Linked DNA regions of Sus scrofa: region 1 is linked to region 2. A link is a contact called in public HiChIP or PLAC-seq data. All regions are on one chromosome and are shown on one strand. Each heading gives the region's core, a stretch centred on a gene start, on an enhancer-like site or on the middle of the called end of the contact. The rest is flanking DNA. Distances are from core to core; before and after follow the strand shown.

Evidence for each region. HiChIP or PLAC-seq counts read pairs in DNA pulled down with a chosen protein or histone mark.
Region 1: a contact with region 2 is called in an H3K27ac HiChIP or PLAC-seq map of alveolar macrophages. The contact joins the promoter of SENP7 here to the promoter of CEP97 in region 2. A contact is called at or near these places in 2 of 2 datasets of contacts at active chromatin or transcription factors (alveolar macrophages and skeletal muscle).

The regions. Positions count from the first base shown.
Region 1 is chr13:157,520,045-157,524,842 of Sscrofa11.1, forward strand. It overlaps SENP7 (sentrin-specific protease 7), which reads left to right and starts at 1,734. Exons shown (of 22, transcript XM_013990164.2): 1 at 1,734-1,896. The coding sequence starts at 1,857. It overlaps TRMT10C (mitochondrial ribonuclease P protein 1), which reads right to left and starts at 1,644. Exons shown (of 2, transcript XM_005657119.3): 1 at 743-1,644.
Region 2 is chr13:157,386,380-157,391,120 of Sscrofa11.1, forward strand. It overlaps CEP97 (centrosomal protein of 97 kDa), which reads right to left and starts at 2,046. Exons shown (of 11, transcript XM_021070500.1): 1 at 1,906-2,046; 2 at 1-81. The coding sequence starts at 1,948.

The DNA of each region.
Region 1 (4,798 bases), core at 484-2,983, 130 kb after region 2:
AATCATATAATTCATCTTTCTTAAAAGGCAAAGTAAGGTTGTTAAATGACTGACTCCCTCAAAAATAGAAACTGAATTTTTTTAGTCTTTTAGTTGTTTGCAATACAATCAAATATGCAGCAGAGATTCTTAAAACTAAAACAATAAAAGTATTCGTTTAAAAACAAATTACAAATTCTTGAGCTTAAAGGTTATTTATCATCAAATGTGTTATTCAAAACCAGTTCCAATTCAAAGAAAAAAAAATGGACTAAGTCCATACAACAGAAATGCTGTATTTTGTTCAATGACAAATTTAAATGACACATTTGAAAGCCGAATAATTTGATTAAGTTCTTATTTCATTTCTCATAGGTTCACTTCTTACCGCTAAACTTTAATACTACTTACTTTTAAGGAAGCTGTCAGATTGGATGGAAATGGATCAGGCCCACTTACAACCTCCCCATCTCTCAACTCTATTTCCATATTTTGTAATTAATTTGTTTTTTAAAATACTGGCTAAGTCAGTATGATTGGGTTAAATAAGTCAATTAAAAAAGTTGATTTGAGGAAACTAAAAATTCAGATTTTTTTCAGTAAGCAGTGTTTTTATTTGTTAAACAGAAACTTGAGCCTCTAAATGAAATCATTAGAGCGAATTTCCTTCCCGGCAAGCCTGGAAGTATTTCTGCTTTTCAGCCATTCCTGCCCAGTAAAACATTCCCCCCAGCCCAATAGGCATTAGCACCTGGAGTCTTACCTCCACCTCAGCACAGGCCACACAGTAATTCAGATGCATGGCTCAAGAAGAAGGAGCCAGGGCTCTAGTGGTGAGTTGCGCAGGTCCCTTTACCAGCCTAGAAATGGGGGAGGGGGAGCAGATATTAAAACTCTTGTAACATCCCAGTATCGTTTTACCTCTGACTGGAACGCTCTGCTTAATTTTGTTAAACTTATTGTGATGAAAGCTTAAACATAAAACGTTATTCAAATGTGTACATTATAGCTAATAAAACACGTCAATTTTTTAAACTGATGGGCTCTGTGAAAGGATTAAAAAAAAAGTCTACAAGTACTAGTCGTTGAGTTCACTGAAGGCAGGTTATTTCCTTACCAACTGTAAATGAAAGTTATTTGAACAAATTCATTTACAGCCATCCACTTTCAGGCATCTCAGCATTTTGTTTTAAAAAACTGAGGCCCAGCTCCGCCCCCTCCAGGACTTTAAAAATGATGAGCTTTAAATTTAAAGAGATATTTTCTGTAACTGCGATATTTTCTCCTCACTCCTTACTTAATTTCCACTCCAACTGCTAAATCAACAGCTACGCAACTTATTTTTGTGGTGTTAAAATCTTTTTGTTTGAGGAAGCGCCTTGAAGACAAATATATAGGCGAGGTCCTGAGGAAAGTAATACTGCAAAAAGGGTAATGCTTTATCCTGCTATTCCTGTGATCCCCTCGCGGGATCCAGCGAAGTGATGAAATTCTTAGTTTCCCCGCTTTAACTGCTAGTCAACCTAGTCTTCAAAGTCAACAACCCCTTACGATCTCGGGCTAAAACCTCGCAAAAAGCCTCAGTTTCCCACAGAGGGAGAGAGAGTGAAAAAAGCGCCACCAAGCAAACACTTGCGGGTAACCCGCAGAGAAAACAACTCCCAGGAAGTGATTTCCGGATGGAGGTGGGAGGGGAGGCTAATTTCCGGTCTGAGGGCAGGCGACGACTTTTGCGCAAGCGCAATTCGCACTTTCCTGGCTTTTTTTTTTTTTTTTTTTTTCCCTCCCCTCCGTCTCCCCTCTCCCTCCCTCCCCCAGCCTGAGGGGTCTTGAGGTGACAGCGACTGCAACTGCGACTCTAGCAGTAGGAGGAGAAGATGGACAAGGGGAAAGCCGGGCGACGGCGATCTTCATCCGGTGAGAAAGGGTCGGAGGCGCTAAGCATATTGTCTTCTACCTTGGGCAAATGGAAGGCACAGACGGCGACGGGCGCTGCGGCCGGGAGCTGCGAGAGCTTGGGCTCCGGCGGGGGCGGGGAGGGGAGAGGAGGGAGTGGAGGGCGCGCACAATGGAAGGCTCCCGGCTTTCCCGGGCCCCTGCGAGTTGCGGACCCAATCCGAGCTGTCACCAAAGCCTTGGCCGCTCTTCATACTGTCTCCCCTTTCATGTTTCCTTTCCTTTCGCGAGCACCTTGCCTGGGTCTCATCGGCCCACGTATCTTCCCGGTTGGCTTGTCGCTCTCCTGCCACGCCTTCTTAATTCCACCAATGTTTCTGTTTCATTTCGAGCTTCTCAGTGCGCGACCCTGCTTTCCTCTCTTTGATTCTCGACTTGGCCTCTTTCTCACCCCTCACCTCCCGGCAGGTAGAAGCGGTTGCAAAGAAGGAAAGGCGGGGCTTGCTAATTGACACTTCTTTCCTCCTAAATGCTGCCAAGGGTCTCGTCTTTTTGAGCAGGCCCGCTTAATAACCTTTACTTTGCCAGTCTCCCCCTTCTCCCGAAAGTGATTAAAAAGTCGAACAAAGGATTTGAAGCCTTGTTTCGTTGTGTTTTTATTCTCAGCATATTTTCGTTTCTGAAATTGCTTTACGGGTTAGATGACTGTCTTCAGTTTGGGGTACTTCATCTTAGAAACACAAAATTGGAGTTGCAAGACGTAAAGTAGAGCTCCTTCCAGTCAACAAGTTTTTGTTAAAGAACTCATCTATTAAGGTTACCGCAGTTTCTCTGCTAAGTCCCGTGGATCTACCAGAGGAGGAGGGAACAAGGGCTCTTTAATAAGCTTAGAGCCTAATACACCAACATTTGATAAATCATTTATTTCATTTCATTTTCTCATTTCTTACTGTGCTGTCTATTGTTGCATAGGCAGTCTTAACAATTCTAAATTTATTTAGGAGTGCCCTTGTGACAGTGCATTTCAAATGTTTTTTGGCCTTATCCACAAGGGAGAGGGAACAGAGATCTCTGGGACACAGGTTAAAGCAGTTAAAATCTGTAATTCCTTTTCATAAGCAACCAATGTTACCATTTGTGTGTGTGTGCGTGTGTGTGTATTCTAGAGATATTCTTTGCCTTTCAAAATTTATGTATATATATATATACATATATACACAAACGTGTGTATGTCTTCAGTAGATTGGTGTTTGTTTTAATAAACTTTTTTCTTCCTCTAAAACCTTCAAGTAAAATTGACACCTCAGGAAAATGCACAATGCTTATCTGGAGTTATTTGTGGGCTTCCTAACAGAACTTTAGGGATAATCATATCTCAAGTTTAAGATGCATTACATCTTGGCTTAATACAGTTTTTTTGGGGGAGGGGCAAGATGTTAGGAAGAATTCTGAGTTAGAGGTACAAGGAAGGAAGAATGCAGTAGAAAGAGAGAACAAGACAAAGTCTCAAGTTTCCTCTGTGAAATTGCACTAGGTTTTCCTAAATTCTCTCTTGAACAAGGAAGAACTATAAAGAGTTGCCTAGTGTGTTGCTCAGAACTCTTTTAGTTGCAAGTAGCGGAAATTCAATTCTAGCTGGTTTAAATCAAACACAAAACAAGTATTTCTGGGAGTTCCCATCATGGCACAGTGGAAACGAATCCTACTAGGAACCATGAGATTGCAGGTTTGATTCTTGGCCTCCATCAGTGGGTTAAGGATCGGGAGTAGCCAGGAGCTGTGGTGTAGGTAGCAGGTGTGTTTGGGATCCTGCGTTGCTGTGGCTGTGGTGTAGGCCAGCAGCTGTAGCTCCAATTAGACCTCTAGCCTGGGAACCTCCATATGCTGTGGGGGTGGCCCTTAAAAAACAAAAAAAGTATTTCTGCCCTCACATAATTCATAAACTGTAAGGGTTGGCTAGATTTTGTCATGGCCGTATCTGCTTTAGGCCCTGATTCTTAAGGTGTGATCTGGGGACTGGACCTTTAGGTTTCCTGAGACCCTTTTGGGTTTGTGAGGTCAAACTTTTTCATAATTTTAAGACGTTTCCTTCTCCTCTTATTCTCCCACTATGTACTGTAGAGTTTTCCAGAGGCTGCATGACATGTATTACAAGAAATTAAATTCAGAAGCATATAGAGGAAATCATTTATTTACCCAGACATTAAAGATTTGCAAAAAGTAAAATAATGCCGTTCTTCTCAATTGTTTGAAAATAGTTATTTAAAATAGTTATGTTAACATGCAATGTGATTATTGTTTTTTAATGAATTAATAAAGAAAAATTCTATAAGTAGAACCATAAGAACTCTGAATACCCTACTTTTCTGGAATATGGCCACAAATCAGGAATGAAGCATAAAACACCTCTGAACATGGGAGGAAAAAAATCACAAAATTAGAATGCTCAAGTTGACTCATGAGAAACTTCTGAAGTCTTTATATTATATTTAACCTATATGTTTAAATTACTTATAACCCCAGTAAAGATGAATGTCTTACTTCTGGGTTGGTAGCATATCAAAGCAATGAATTAGATAGGGTTACGAAAAAAATGCTTGGCACCAAAGACAGATCTAGTGACAGCTGAATGAAATAATAATTAAATGCATGGGTCATTCTTGGGAGATGACCATGAGAAACGTTTAACAACCACCACAACGAAAATATAACAGATAAATTGGAGTCAAAGATCATAATTTTCAAATGAATTTTTGAATTGAAACAACAAAGTTGAAGTAAATTTCAGGTTATCAACTGTTCAGGCAATATCCTTTGAAATCTGTGTTCATTCTTATATGCAGTTAAGGATGCATGTGTTTTTTAGTACTTAGGTACTAAAAACAGTGTGCTAAGAACTTTATACACACTATAATTCTTTTAG
Region 2 (4,741 bases), core at 796-3,295:
TCAAAGTATGAATATCAACTTCACAGGGTAAGTTTGGACTTAATTTCTGTAGCCCCTGCCCTGACCAATTGACCACTGATCCTTGAAAAGAGAAGAGAAACTGTTAGAAAACACAAATACAAGAGCTGAGCATAGGGATAAAATTATACTCATAAAATCTTACACATTTAGAGTTAGAAAACACCAGAGCATAATAAATATCGTTGAAAAACTAAAACAAATGATTTCTCAATGACTGTAGACTGAAATTATTCACTTTCCCTCAGAAATATCAAATCATATCTAGATCTGTGATACTCAAGTTTCTATATTTGGGAATTCTTCACATTTAAATGGGAACTATCACTTCTCTATTCTGTACCTAAATAATGACAGTATTTTTAAAATGTAACTAATCTTTTGATAGAGACCAACCTGCTTACAACCTACCAGTATATCCTAAAGTGCTCAAACTATTTTGAAAATAAAAGTAAATTTATCTACAGGATGGTAATAATATACCTAATTCATTAAATTGATGTGAAGATGAAAGGAGAAACCATATGAACAGTATTTAGCCTCATTCCTGGTACACAATATTCAATAAAATAATTTAGTATATATAACGGACCTTCAGATCCTAGCTCCCCTAGCTAAATACTGTGATATCCTGGGCAAGTTACTGATATCTTTTGGGCTCGCTCTTCTACTCTATAAAATAGGGATGATAATAATACCTGGCTTATAATGTTTGGGGTTTTTTTAATATAATGATTTTTATTTTTTTTCCATTATAGCTGGTTCTGGCTTATAACCTTCCACAGAGAAAATGAGATAATGTTTAAAAAAAAAAAAAAGGCACTCAGAACATAGTCTGGCTCATTTAAAAAGTGCTCTATAAATGTTACTATTATGATTATCAGTAAACTGCCATGGTGGGCTGGTGAGGGGAATTTAAGAGATGCAGATATCAGAGGGTGGAAGGGCCAGAGAAACTACCAATATCAAATTATACCCAGATTAAGATTACTGAGGGAAATAACTATACAAGGTTGCTCTCCTGAAGAGTTGCAACGTTTTTCCATTGTCTAATGGTTTCTAGCATTTGGGGGAAGGTAGGAGAGGAAGTGTCATTCCGTTCTGAGAATTTAGTGAAAGCTATATACCGTCCCAGAAAAATGAATAGCTTTTGCACACAATTCAAAGGGCCGAAAGACCTCTTAGAACCTCCCTCCCAAATAAGGCCCTGATCTGGGCGGTGGAGACTAGTCTCGACCCTCCAACCTGCCCCCGACCCAGAGCCTCAGCTGTAACCAAAACAAAGAAGCTGGCTCACGCAGCACCTACGGAATCACCCACGCCCCGCGCTCTCCTCAGCAGCCACCAAACCAGGTCCCAGGACCACATATACAGAACAAGGGGTGGAGAACTGTGGGCTCTGAATAACCCCCAGATTTTATCACGGCCACGAGACACTTCCCAAGAAAAGGTCCAACGTCAATCTAGGGAGCTGTGTTAGAGATTTTTCTTGAAAATTTTAGGGATCCAAGGGAAAGGGGGGACTCTGCAGTTTTCACTTGGGAACCCAGAACTCAAAGTAAACATCCAAGAAAGGTCATCGCGGCCAGAAACCCATCATCCAAGCATCCTCAGCAGCGCGGGACCCGCGGCGTCCAGTAGCGCGAAGGTCCCTGGGGGCTTGTAGTCCCCCCACTTGGCCCTAGCCGCGACACTGGAGAGCCAGGCAGCGCCCAGGAGACTACAACTCCCAGAGGGTAGCGCGCCTCGGCGATGCCCGCAGCCCCGCATCAAAAGAACTGGACAAGAACTGCACCCCTATACCCAGTCTTATTCCTTCCGTCAAGCAACTATTTAATTCAGTTCCATGGAGTAAACCTGGGGACACAGAGGTGACGGTCGCCTTACCTTCTCCAGGAGGCAAAGCCGCGTCGATGCGCGCCACCGCCATACTTCCCGCTTGCTAATTACACCAAGCAACCGTCCTCCTGCTGCTCGATGGAGCTTGTAGTCTGGAGGAGGGACACCCCCCCCCGGAACTACAGCTCCCAGGATGCACGGCACCCAAACGGCCCAATTGGCTCCCTACGCCTAATGACGCAAAACGTGTGTTAGAAACTGAGCCGCAGTGGGTTTAGGAATCCTGGTCAACTCGCTTATTTGGCTACAAGCGAACAGATGTTAAATGATAGTTTCACTCCTTTTTGTAGGTGTTTTCGAAATTGGACACTTTTACCATCTGCTACCGAATGCAGATCGCATTTGAAAACTCATTGCTAGAGACTTCCGATAATGGGGGCTGTCCCTTCTTTTGGCAATTCTGAATAAGTTAAAAGCGTTGAATTCCACTACAGGCGATTTTGTTGAGATTAGTCAAAGTAGATATATTTTATTTGAAAATATAGTTAAAGAATGCTGGGATAGAAGTTTTTATAAAGTATTTTTAAATGGTTGTTCCTCCAATATTTAACAGAACTTTAGGCCTGGGAGTATATTTAGTAAGTGTAAACCCAGACTATTTCCAGATTATACAAAATAAGTGTACAGTATACAAAATCAAAAATTACACTGCTTAGCTGGAGGAGAGTAGGTTTATACTTGTGATATAGCTTTATGCGCTAACTAGTGTAAATGTAGCTACGAACTCAGTAAGATTTCAGGGGCTGGAGAAAGAAATGAAAACTAATCTTCAGAAAAGACTTGAAATGGGAACTGAAATGGGCGGCTAACGCTTAAAAGATGGGTAGACTCCGACACTTCAAAGAGAAATGAAAAGACAGCACAGGCTGCAGGTGGAGGCAGGTGATAATGAAGCTGTGCTCACAGGAAGTGAGAGATTAACCTGGTAGCATCCCAGAATGGAGGAGGAGAGCTTTCAGTTTCTACCACTCACTCTTCCATTCCATCTTGCAACTTTTATTCTGAATTTCCCTCTTTCTGAAACAGCAGTATCCAAAATCTCTGATAATTTCTGTTTGGGAAAATCCAGTAACTCACACTTTTAGATTTCCAGGCAATTGATTCTGTGTGCATTCCCCCCTTCCTGGGTCCTCCTCCTACTAATTACACACTGCCTTAACTCTTTTTTTCTTTTTTAATATGTTTCCCACTGATTTGGTCTGAAAACAAATTTCCTAGTTCTGATGAGAGAATAAAGACTAGAAACTTTTACACATGCACCCGCACATTCACTGCAGCTCTGTTCACAACAGCCAAGATATGGAAACAACCCAAACGTCCATCAACAGATGTTTGGATTAAGAAGATGTGGTGTATATATACACCAGCCATAAAAAAGAACAAAATAATGCTATTTGCAGCAACATGGATGGAACTAGAGACTCTCATACTGAGTGAAGTAAGTCAGAAAGAGAAAGACAAATACCATATGATATCACTTATATCTGAACTCTAATATAAGGCACAAATGAACCTTTTCACAGAAAAGAAAATCATGGACTTGTGATTGCCAAGGGGGAGAGAGTGGGATGGATTAGGAACTCGAGGTTAATAGATGCAGATTATTGCCTTTGGAATGGATAAGCAATGAGATCCTGCTATATAGCACTGGGAACTATGTCTACTTACTTATGATGGAGCATGATGATAATGTGAGAAAAAAGAATGTATATATATGTATGTGTGACTGGGTCACCTTGCTGTACAGTGAAAAATTGACAGAACATTGTAAACCAGCTATAATGGAAAAAATGAAAATCATTATATGTGGGGGAAAAAAAAGACTAAAAATTTTTTTTCTTCTAACCAAGAGACCCCTTACCTAAAATGCATAGTCTGACTACATAGGTGTAAGTACGAAGCAAGCCTGAATACTATCTCCTACTAACCTTTGTTTCTTGAAACAGCTGGTGGGGATTGAATCTGTAGTTCAGGGAGGGAGAAAGGGTTTACAGTTCTCTCCAGTTTTGTAGTGTAATGACTTGGGAGGGGAATCCTGAAAGTCCAGAAGGTACTTGAGGAGCACAGGTTCCAGCAAGTTTACAGCAATAACAGAACCAGAGTTTAGTCTGGTTCATCTGGCCTGGGATCCTGAGGAAAGGGCTAAAGGATTCATGTGGTTAACCTAGTATAGTCATAGTTCTTAGAGTGGCCATAGTTCCTGGGTACAGTCCCATGCCTAAGTAAACCAGCAACCCTTTAAAATCACAGTATGGACTCTTTCATGCTTCAGATAAAGCTTCTGCAGCTAAAATCAAATTGCCAAACTTTAACTAAATTGTTCCATTTTGTGTATATATATATATTTTTTAATAATGATTTTTATTTTTTCCCCCAGTATAGCTGGTTTACAGTGTTCTGTCAATTTTCTACTGTATAGCAAGGTGACCTGGTCACACATACATGTATAGTTTTTTTTCTCACATTATCATGCTCCATCATAAATAACAAGATATAATTCCCAGTGCTATACAACAGGATCTCATTGCTTATCCATTCCAAAGGCAATAGTTTGCAACTATCATCCTCACATTCCTAGTCCATCCCACTCCCTCCCCCTCCCCCATTTTTTGCATATATTTTTAACCCTGAACACTCCAATCAATTTGGAAGCTCCTACTAACACCACAAACTTCTCAACAAGGTAGCATTTTTTGGCAGGCCCAGTCCCCACAAGACTTTCCCTCCTATCATCACAGTATACCTGATCTCCACAACAGCTGATCACCTGACTCATCTGCCCACTGCCACTGGCATGATGTCTGTAAAACAACACCTTTTATCA